Linked DNA regions of Anser cygnoides: all the other regions are linked to region 1. The links are chromatin contacts, called in public Hi-C maps. All regions are on one chromosome and are shown on one strand. The core of a region is the stretch at or near the end of the contact, and the rest is flanking DNA. Distances in the headings are between cores, read along the strand shown.

Evidence for each region. Hi-C and Micro-C count contacts between places; a contact is called where the count stands out from the background.
Region 2: a Hi-C map of liver shows a contact between it and region 1, with 2.7 times the contacts expected there. The contact joins the promoter of NDUFAF6 here to the promoter of LOC125184162 in region 1. A contact is called at or near these places in 2 of 7 Hi-C or Micro-C datasets (granulosa cells and liver).
Region 3: a Hi-C map of liver shows a contact between it and region 1, with 8 times the contacts expected there. The contact joins the promoter of TP53INP1 here to the promoter of LOC125184162 in region 1. A contact is called at or near these places in 2 of 7 Hi-C or Micro-C datasets (both in liver).

What each region holds. Positions count from the first base shown.
Region 1 is chr2:139,088,323-139,091,156 of Taihu_goose_T2T_genome, forward strand. It overlaps LOC125184162 (GSK-3-binding protein FRAT2-like), which reads right to left and starts at 1,420. Exons shown (of 2, transcript XM_066990598.1): 1 at 694-1,420; 2 at 124-440. The coding sequence starts at 1,361. The coding sequence ends at 771. It overlaps LOC136789781 (a long non-coding RNA gene), which reads left to right and starts at 1,550. Exons shown (of 3, transcript XR_010828720.1): 1 at 1,550-1,633.
Region 2 is chr2:139,299,945-139,302,778 of Taihu_goose_T2T_genome, forward strand. It overlaps NDUFAF6 (NADH:ubiquinone oxidoreductase complex assembly factor 6), which reads left to right and starts at 1,421. Exons shown (of 9, transcript XM_066990608.1): 1 at 1,421-1,613.
Region 3 is chr2:139,283,054-139,285,887 of Taihu_goose_T2T_genome, forward strand. TP53INP1 (tumor protein p53 inducible nuclear protein 1) reads right to left here and starts at 1,375. Exons shown (of 4, transcript XM_066990605.1): 1 at 1,245-1,375.

The sequences.
Region 1 (2,834 bases), core at 170-2,669:
ATGGAGATCTCACAACTGAAAGGAGATCAAGGGGAACGTTCCTACCGGAGCATCACCCACGTAGTTTTGTTCACACGAACCGAAATTCACTTCCCCCTTAACAATGAGACACAGACCCCAAAATAAAAACAAGACCACGTTTATTCAATACAGACAGGTTAATTAAGACAGTAAGTCCTGTAAATCAGGAACACATTTCAAACGCTCCGGTACGAAGTGCATATATTTAATCAACAGCCGCATCTTGTAGTTGAGCCATTGAGTTTGTCGGGGAGGGGTGGATTTGTTTTCTGAGGTTTTTTTTTCTTCTTTTTTTGTAGAAAAAAAACTTGTTTCGGCTACCTTATGCGAACAATGCATCTCTGGCTCCATTCACTCCTCAGGCGTTACAATTATAAGTCCAGCTGCCTTCCAGCTTCGATATTCACATTTTTTCAAAACTGCTTCATACAGTCACGACGGGAGAGAGAGAAGGGGGGGGGGGGGGGGGGAGGAGGGAAATAATAGAACATTTAAAATAAAATTAAAAAAAAATAACACCGCCACCCGGCCAACCCTGCGGGGAGGGGGCCGGGCACCCCCCAGGGCCACCACCACACGGGATTATTGCAGATGGCTCCGGCCGGAGCGGGACCCCGGGCGAGGGAGGAAGAGGAGGAAGAGGAGGAGGAGGCAGGGGGGTTAGGTCCTCACCCCAAGCCCCCCAAGCCCCCGCTGGCGGCTTCTCCTTCAGCCCAGCTCGCCCGGAGGAGGGGGGGAAGGGGGGGGTGCTACTGCAGGGCCCGCAGCGCCTCGCCGTCCCCGCCGCTGGCCGCCGAGGAAGAGGAGGCTGAGGAGGAGGCGGAGGAGGCGGAGGAGGCCGCCACGGCCAGCTGCAGCCGCCGCACGGCCTCCTTGATGAGGTTCCCGGAGAGGATGAGCTGCTGCAGGAGCCGGTGCGGGTCGTCGTCGTCCTCCTCGTCCGCCGCCGGCCCGTCCGCCGCCGGCCCGTCCGCCGCCCGCTGCCGCCGCTGCTGCTGCTGCCGCTGCCGCTGCTCCTTCCTCCGTCGGGCGGCGCTCCGCAGCCAGCCGCGGCCGCACAGCTGCTTGGCGACCCGCGGCGGCGGCGGCTGAGCCGGGGCCCCGCAGCCTCCTCCGACGCCGGCCGCCGAGGGGCAGCGCGGCGAGTAAGGGGCGGCGCGGTCCCGGGCGCTGCCCGGCCCCGGGTGCTTGGCGGCTCCGCGGGGAGCCCGCTGCTGAGCGCTGAGCTGCAGCACCTCGCCCAGCTTGGCCACCAGCGCGTCCACCTCCTCGGGGCCCGCCTGCGGGGCGGCCGCCGGCCGCTCGAGCAGCACGAAGCGCTCGCCCGGCCGGCACGGCATCGCGGCCCGGGGAGGGGAAGGGGGGGACCGGGGGGAGGGCGGCCGGGGAGGGGAAGGGGGGCGGGGGGGCGCCCTGCAGCACGCGCGGCTCCGGCGGCCGCGGCCGAGGCTGGAGCTCGGCCCCGCTGCGCTCCGTTTGTAAACAATGGGTGACGCGGGAGCTGCGGCGCCTCCCACCGAGAGCGAGCGGGGGGGGGGTTACGGCGGGGAGAGCGAGGGGAGAGCCGCCCGCGGAGCCGCCCGCCTCCCGCCCGCGGAGCCGCCGTTATGCCGTGAGGGGGGCGATGGGGAGGGCGGAGGGGGGGGGGCGGGCGGGGGTCGCTCGGCGGATCCGCTTTGGGTCGTTTTAGCGCTCGCCCTCCTCCCCCCCCCCCCCCGGTCCGTGTGGAGCGGCCCGCGTTCAAACCCCGCAGCTCGGCACGGGGCGGGGCCGCGGGGATTGGCAGCGGAGGGCGGGGAGCGGCTGAGGCAGAGGGGGGCGGCGGGGCCGGGCCGGGGGGGGCCGCCGGTCGCCTCAGGACAAGGGGCCGGGCAGGGCGAGGGGCGGCTGGGAGCCGGCGGCGTGGTGGTCTGGGTTGTAGTCCTCCAGCAGAGAGAAAGGCCGCTGGGACCTCATTTTGCATTATCCGAATTAAAATCACGCAGTCATTAGGGTTGGAAAAGCCCTTCGAGATCACCTGGTCCAACCATCCCCCTGCCACCAGTCACCCACTGAACCGTGTCCCCAAGCACCACGTCCAACCTTTCCTTGAACACCCCCAGGGACGGTGACTCCACCACCTCCCTGGGCAACCCGTCCCAGTGCCTGACTGCTCTTTCTGAGAGGAAATGTCTCCTCATTTCCAGCCTGAACCTTCCTTGGCACAACTTGAGGCCATTCCCTCTAGTCCTATCACTAGTTACCTGTGAGAAGAGGCCGACCCCCAGCTCCCCACACCTCCTTTCAGGTAGTTGTAGAGAGCGTTTACCAGAAGTGAAGCAAGGCTACGCTGCCGCCACCCTGCCAGGCTTCTACCCATGGTTTGTCTGACACCCCAGACCAACACCCGCTCCGTCCCGGGCCATCCTCTTCCCATCCCAGCCTGCTTCCCCCCTCAGCTTGCCACGGTCACATTCAAGCCAGTGCCGAGGTCTCCGTGACGAGCCTCAAATAGCATTTTCTGGATTTCAAAACATTACGAGCGTGGGCCAGGATGCGCTCATTCATGTGTCTGTGCGTGTGGTAGGAGCGGCCTTGAAACCAGCGGAATTGCCGGGATGATGGAAATAGCTCACACACATAACTGTTATCAGCACCGGGTCCCTGGTTAATAAGTAAACACTTGGCAGAGGAGAAGGAATGTCCTTTGATCTGTTTGTCGATGCTTTTCGGAGCTACTTTCACTTGCTGTACAAAATGAAAGGGACTCTGTGTGTGTGTGCACGTGTCTATGAAGGGTGTCTGTCATGTGAAAGTGTTACTGGTCGCTTCAG
Region 2 (2,834 bases), core at 171-2,670, 210 kb after region 1:
ATTCATTTATCTAGGGGTTCTCTCTGAAAACTTAAACAACAGCAGTTTCAGCCTCCACCCAGAAATCTACCAAAGCTAAATGACCTCCTTTGGGTGCCCTGACAAACAATAAATCCTGCTCAAGGCATAGCAAGGGTTTAAAACAAGGTCCAGAGTTTCAAGACAAAGAGAACTTCAGAGACGAGGGAAAGAACTGAGGGAAAGGGACGAAGAAAGACTCAGGATAAACCCACAAGAGCCACTAATCGATAAACCAAATAATGCTGGAATGATGTTCCCAGCCTTCCTCTCCTCCTCTTCCCTTTGTTGTCTTGTCATCACACAAAATAAAGGCTTGCTCTCATTTCCAAACAGATGTCTTGTAACTTGAATGTCACTGCCCACTCAAAACCTCCCCCATATTTACTGTGTGGCTTCAATAATTTTCAGCTAAGCAAATGAACATGCATATTAGTGCCCCAGATCAGGGAGATCCTACTCACTTTCCAGCTCATAGTCTCCTGATCGTGCCAATTCCCTGTGCTGGCATGTATTCTCACCTGACCACGTAGTGAACTGATTCAGAGCAGCAAACTGGTAGAAAACTTCCTCAAGAAAACAAAGAGAGAGCAGTGAATGTTCTGCTGTTTTAATCCCCTGAATCAGCTCCATGTAGTATTAAATGAAGGAAAAGCTGGCACTTGGGAGGAGGATGGCAAGGCTGGGGATGGAAAGCTGGTCTGTTGCTACTTCTACTAATAACTACCCACAGTTTGGGTTGGCATGGTTTTAAGATGAAACAGCTCTTAAGCTTGTTGGTACTTTTGTTAATTTGTTAGTTTATCCTCAGATAGGCCAAACTTTGAAGGGACATGACTGCTCTGCCTGTGACTACAAGACTAAAATGACCGTGTTGTGATGTGAGTCAGCTCTGCAGAGGGACCATATCCAGCACAAGGTCCCAGCAGTGTCCCACAGCCTGCACCTGGAAGCTTTTAAGGTGTCTTTTAGGGATGGCAGCTCTAACCTAGTGTGTCAGGTCTCCCTTGTCCCCGTGTTCATGTGCCACCGCTGTGTTGTGGTGTGCTGGCTCTCTTGCCCGAACATGTTCTGTGTACGAATACTGCTGTGCCCAGCCTGTCACAGCTTGGGACTGCTCCAACGGGATATTTTTATCATTCAGATTCCTCAGATTTGTGGGGTTTGAACACGTGAGTGCCGGGTTTTCCGGAATTTCTTTTGAGGGGAATTCAGCTCAAGCCCATGCCAGCGGCGACCGCCCCGGGAGCCGGGGTAAACTGAGGCCAGGGCGGCGCCGAGGAAGCCATTTGCAGGACAACAAAAGGCTGCACGGCCAAAAACCCCGGACAGAAATAACGCATTCTTGGGTGCCATCTACCGGTACCTTCTCCCTTAAACTTTTACACCGGGCCCTTCTGCGACCCTTCGGCACTTTACGGAGCCGATCTCCGCCTGAGGCTACCTCAGGGTCCTGTCCCAGCGTCCTCCCACCCTCCGCCGAGCCAAGAGGGCGCGGGACCCCCGCTGCGGGAATCGTGTGGGGAAAAGCGGCCAAACCACCGAGGAGCCGCCACTTTACAGAGGACACGCTCCCAACCCTCCCCGTCGAGGGGGTGAGGAAGGGGCCGTCCCCCTCGGCTGCGCGGGCCGGGGTGAGCGACAGGAGGGGCGGAGCGGCAAAATGGCGGCCGCCGCCATGGCCGCGGGAGGGCTTCGTCCAGCGCCGTGCCACCGCCTGGTGAGGGCGGCGGGGGCCCGCGGCGGGCAGCCGTGGCTGAGGGAAGGCAGGGCGGCCGTGGCGGCGGGCTGGAGCCGGCCGGAGCCCGGGGGAGAGGTGCAGTACTGCGCCGAGCTGCTGCGGTGAGTGCTCGGGGGGGAGGCCGGGCTCCGCCGCCCGCCCAGCCCGCCTCGGGGGTGGGGAGAGCCGGGGACGGGGCCGGGCGGTGAGGGGGAGCCCGGCCCGGTCAGTGAGGGTAATCCGGCCCGGGGATGGGCCTGAGGAAATCTTAATGTGGGCCGGCTCCTTTCGTTGTGGGGACACCGACCTCCCCTTTTCGGGGGACGTGCGAGGTCCTGAGATGCCCCGCGGAGTGCCAGGGCCCTGCTCCTGTTGTGGTCTTTTCTCCTCGAGTAATATCGGGACCGCAAATAAAAACCTGCGGTGGAAACTGCTGGATAAATATTGGAACTGCAAGGCTGATTTAATCTGTAAACAGTGTTTTTTTTTTTTTTCTTCCTTCTTTCACAGCTGCTTTTCTTCAGAAGCATTGGACGTTTCCATTTGATTGTTTCAGATTATGCAGTGAAAGATCATCGAAACGGGCATTTAAAAATAATCAGTGCTTTCAGGTCTTGGTTACTGGGAAATAGTCAAACTTTCCAAGGACTCCTTGGAAAAACGAGCAGAGGAAATCCCCCAGCTGGACAGACCTGAAGTAGCTGTCCTGACCTTAAAGCAGGAGGGGGAGGATGCAAAAACATCTTTTCAAAAGCATCTGCCTTTGGTCAAAGCCCAAGGAGCAGGAGCACAGGCCGGAGGCTTTCAGGTCAGGGGACGCGTCCTGCTTTGCTTCTGGAGCTGCAAGCGATGTGCAACGCCCTCTGCTTGTTTCCTAGTCCCCAGGAGTTCAAAGGTACAGGGTTAGAGGAAGAAACCCATCTGCTGTGTAAAGACTCCTGCTTTCTATTTGGATGCTGTTGTTGATGAAAGCAGAGAGAAGGCTTCGAAGTGTGTATGGAAGGAGTGGAGCAGGATAGTCGTCTCCAAACCGACAGCTGTAAAAGACACAAAGTCACATGTGGTCAGCAGTAGTGGTTGAAGTGGGACAGCTAAT
Region 3 (2,834 bases), core at 125-2,624, 190 kb after region 1:
AACCCTCTCCTTAGTGCAGTCTGAGGTATCAGCGGAGGTTTTTTCTCACAGGCAGAGTCTCTCCTCCCAGCGAGAGGCACAGAAGTAGCCTGGGTCTCTCCTGGGAGAGGACAGCCTTCCTCCCAGGTCCTCCTCCCCACGCAGAGCTCTGCCCAGCCTCCAACCCCACCTCCTCCTGGGTGAGGAGGGAGCTTTTGTGCTCCACCGAGCCCTTCCCCAGCATCCTGCCAGCTCCCTCATGGTCAGGGAGAGGGATGCAAGGGGGGTTTCCCACCTCAGCCCACACACCCCTCAGCCCGCAGACTCCCCTGGTGCCTCCAGCAGCACCCAAGGGTGCCCAGGGGGCTGCTTCTCCCCCCGCCCACCTACAAGGGGGGAGGCAGGGGTTCACAGCACGCTCACTGCCTGTTACCAGCAGGATCTCCGCACAGCCCGTGACATGCTAAGCAACTCCAAGGAGCGAGGAGAGGCAACTCCCGTCCCTAATTACAGCAGGGCTCGCTTCTCACCACTAGATCTACGCACAGCCAGCGAGCCTGGAGAAGCACAAACATCCCGTCAGTACTGAGAAGCTCAAAGCTCACCCACCTCACGGCAGCCTGCCTACAGCCCGTGAATCTCCCTGTATTAACCAACAAACCGAGGCCATAAACCAGCTGAACATCGCTCCCGTGCAGCCTTCACTTATTCCTTATTTATTTTGTGACTTAACTACGCAGTTACTATGCACCTTACATTAAAACAGTTTCATATCTGAGCTCCCGCAGCTCATGAGGACTCTCACAGTTAAACACCGCTCCAATAGCGCACTGAAGTAATAATTAACTAAGCTAAATTAATTAACCCCCCCCCCGCCAGAGGGCTACGGGACCGCTCCGTCCAGGCCCAGAAGGCAGCGGGAGGGACACGGGGGGGGGACCCCAACCCCTTCCCCAAACAACAACCCCGCAAACGAGCGGGGAGCACCGGCTCTGGAAGGTGCAGGGAAACGAAAATAAGGCAGAAAAAGAAAAATATATATATATAAATAAATAACAACAATAAAGCAGGAGGCAGAGCGAGGAGCCCCGCCGCCGCCAGGCGGCTCCCACCAGCCCCACACGCCCCGGCAGCCCCGCTCCGCGCCGGCAGGGAGGCACCGGGCCGGGGGGGGGGACACGAGGACACGGACCCCAAACCCGGGGCCCCGATCCCAAACCCAGGCCGCCCCCCCCCCCGGGTGCCGGTCCCCGCCCGGCGCCCACCTGCGCGCGGCCGCTCCCGCCGCTGCCGCTCCCGGCGCCGGGCGCGCGCCGTGCCCGCGCCGCCCTTTGTTGTGGGGGGGGTGCGCGGCCCCGCCCCCTGCCGCCCCGCCCCTCCGCCAATGGGAGGCGCCGCCGCCGCCTGTCGCTAACGCACGTGACGGCGGGGGGGGGGGGGGGAAGGGGGCGGGGCTGCGCTGTGAGGGGAGGCTCCGCCCCTCCCGCGCCCCGGGCGGTGCCTGCCCGGGGAGGGAGCCCGCTGAGGGGCTGAGGGGGTCCGCTGGGTTCCCTCAGGGTGAAGGGGGAGGTCACAGCGGCTCCGAGTTAAGCGCGAGGCTGAAAATTAAAAAAATAAACGCCCCCAGAGGGTTGATCGTCTACCCCAGGGTTGCGTTGTGTCACGACACGTCAAATAAAGCTGCACAAAGCACACGGCGCTGACGGGAGCCGTCATGTCTAGCCGCTGGGTCAGTGACAACAGAAGCATTAAAGGCAGGAGCCGTTGTTTATTATTGACGGCTATATTTCAGAATTGGGCGTTAATCAATTAGCATGATGTGTTTTGCCAGCGTAGGCGAGCCCCGGGGTTGTACACAAGAGACAAGCCCCCGGTGAAGTTCAAAGGCCAGTGTTTATATTTTAACATCCCCTGAGAGGTAATTAAAGGGATGGAGCTCTCCTCAGCTTCTCTCATTCCACCTTTAATTGCCCGTCATCACAAAATGGTGGGAGCAACGGCCCTTGCTGTGCCTTCCCCCAAATCCCCTCGGCGGGATGGGGGCAGATCCGAGAGCTGCCCTCTGCTCTTTTGCTCCAGACCTTAGGCCCGTGAGCGGTTATAGACCAAATAAATTACACGTGTGGACTTCAATCCCTGCTGGCCAAGAGCCTGGGGGTTTCATCCCGCCCTGGCTGAGGTCAACGACAAATTTAATGGTGATTGCGACGGAGCGGGTTGTGGCCTCAGGCGCTTTATCCCGGGTTGCTCACATCAATTAGTCTTCCTATTGAGTCTAATGGTTGGTAGTTCAGGCCGGCCGACAGCAGAAGAAATACGGTCACTGCGGTGTGGGGTTTGCTGGACACAAAAGCTGACAAGCTTTCCATAAGGAATCTGATGTTTGTATTTGCATTACGGAAAAAAAAAATAAATTATGAAGCGATCTTCAGAGCCGGCGAACTGCTTCCAGCAATGCAGGCAGCTGCCCGGTGCAGACTTTTGGTACAAGTCAGCAGAGAGCCCGTTGTGCTTTCTGTGTGCTCAGTGACACAGCCATTGCTGTGGCTGCAAAAATTGCCGTGTACTTCCCTAGCACTCTGCATGTCATAAGAGCAGTAAGTGGCTGGGCAATATTCCCCCGTGATTTTAAACTACATCGATTTTTCTAGATCCTACACATTAATGCGAAGCATGATCTGCTGCCTGGGTCCCCGCTACAGCAGTGTTTAGCAGGCACAATGTATGTCTGGCCGTGGCGTACAGGGATATTGACCTTCCTAGTGCAGGATCTGCAAGGTACAATGAGCGCATTGAGCTCCTAACAAAGCCCTGCCATGTGTCGTGCCTCTCGGAGAGGCCCGACTGCTCGGTCA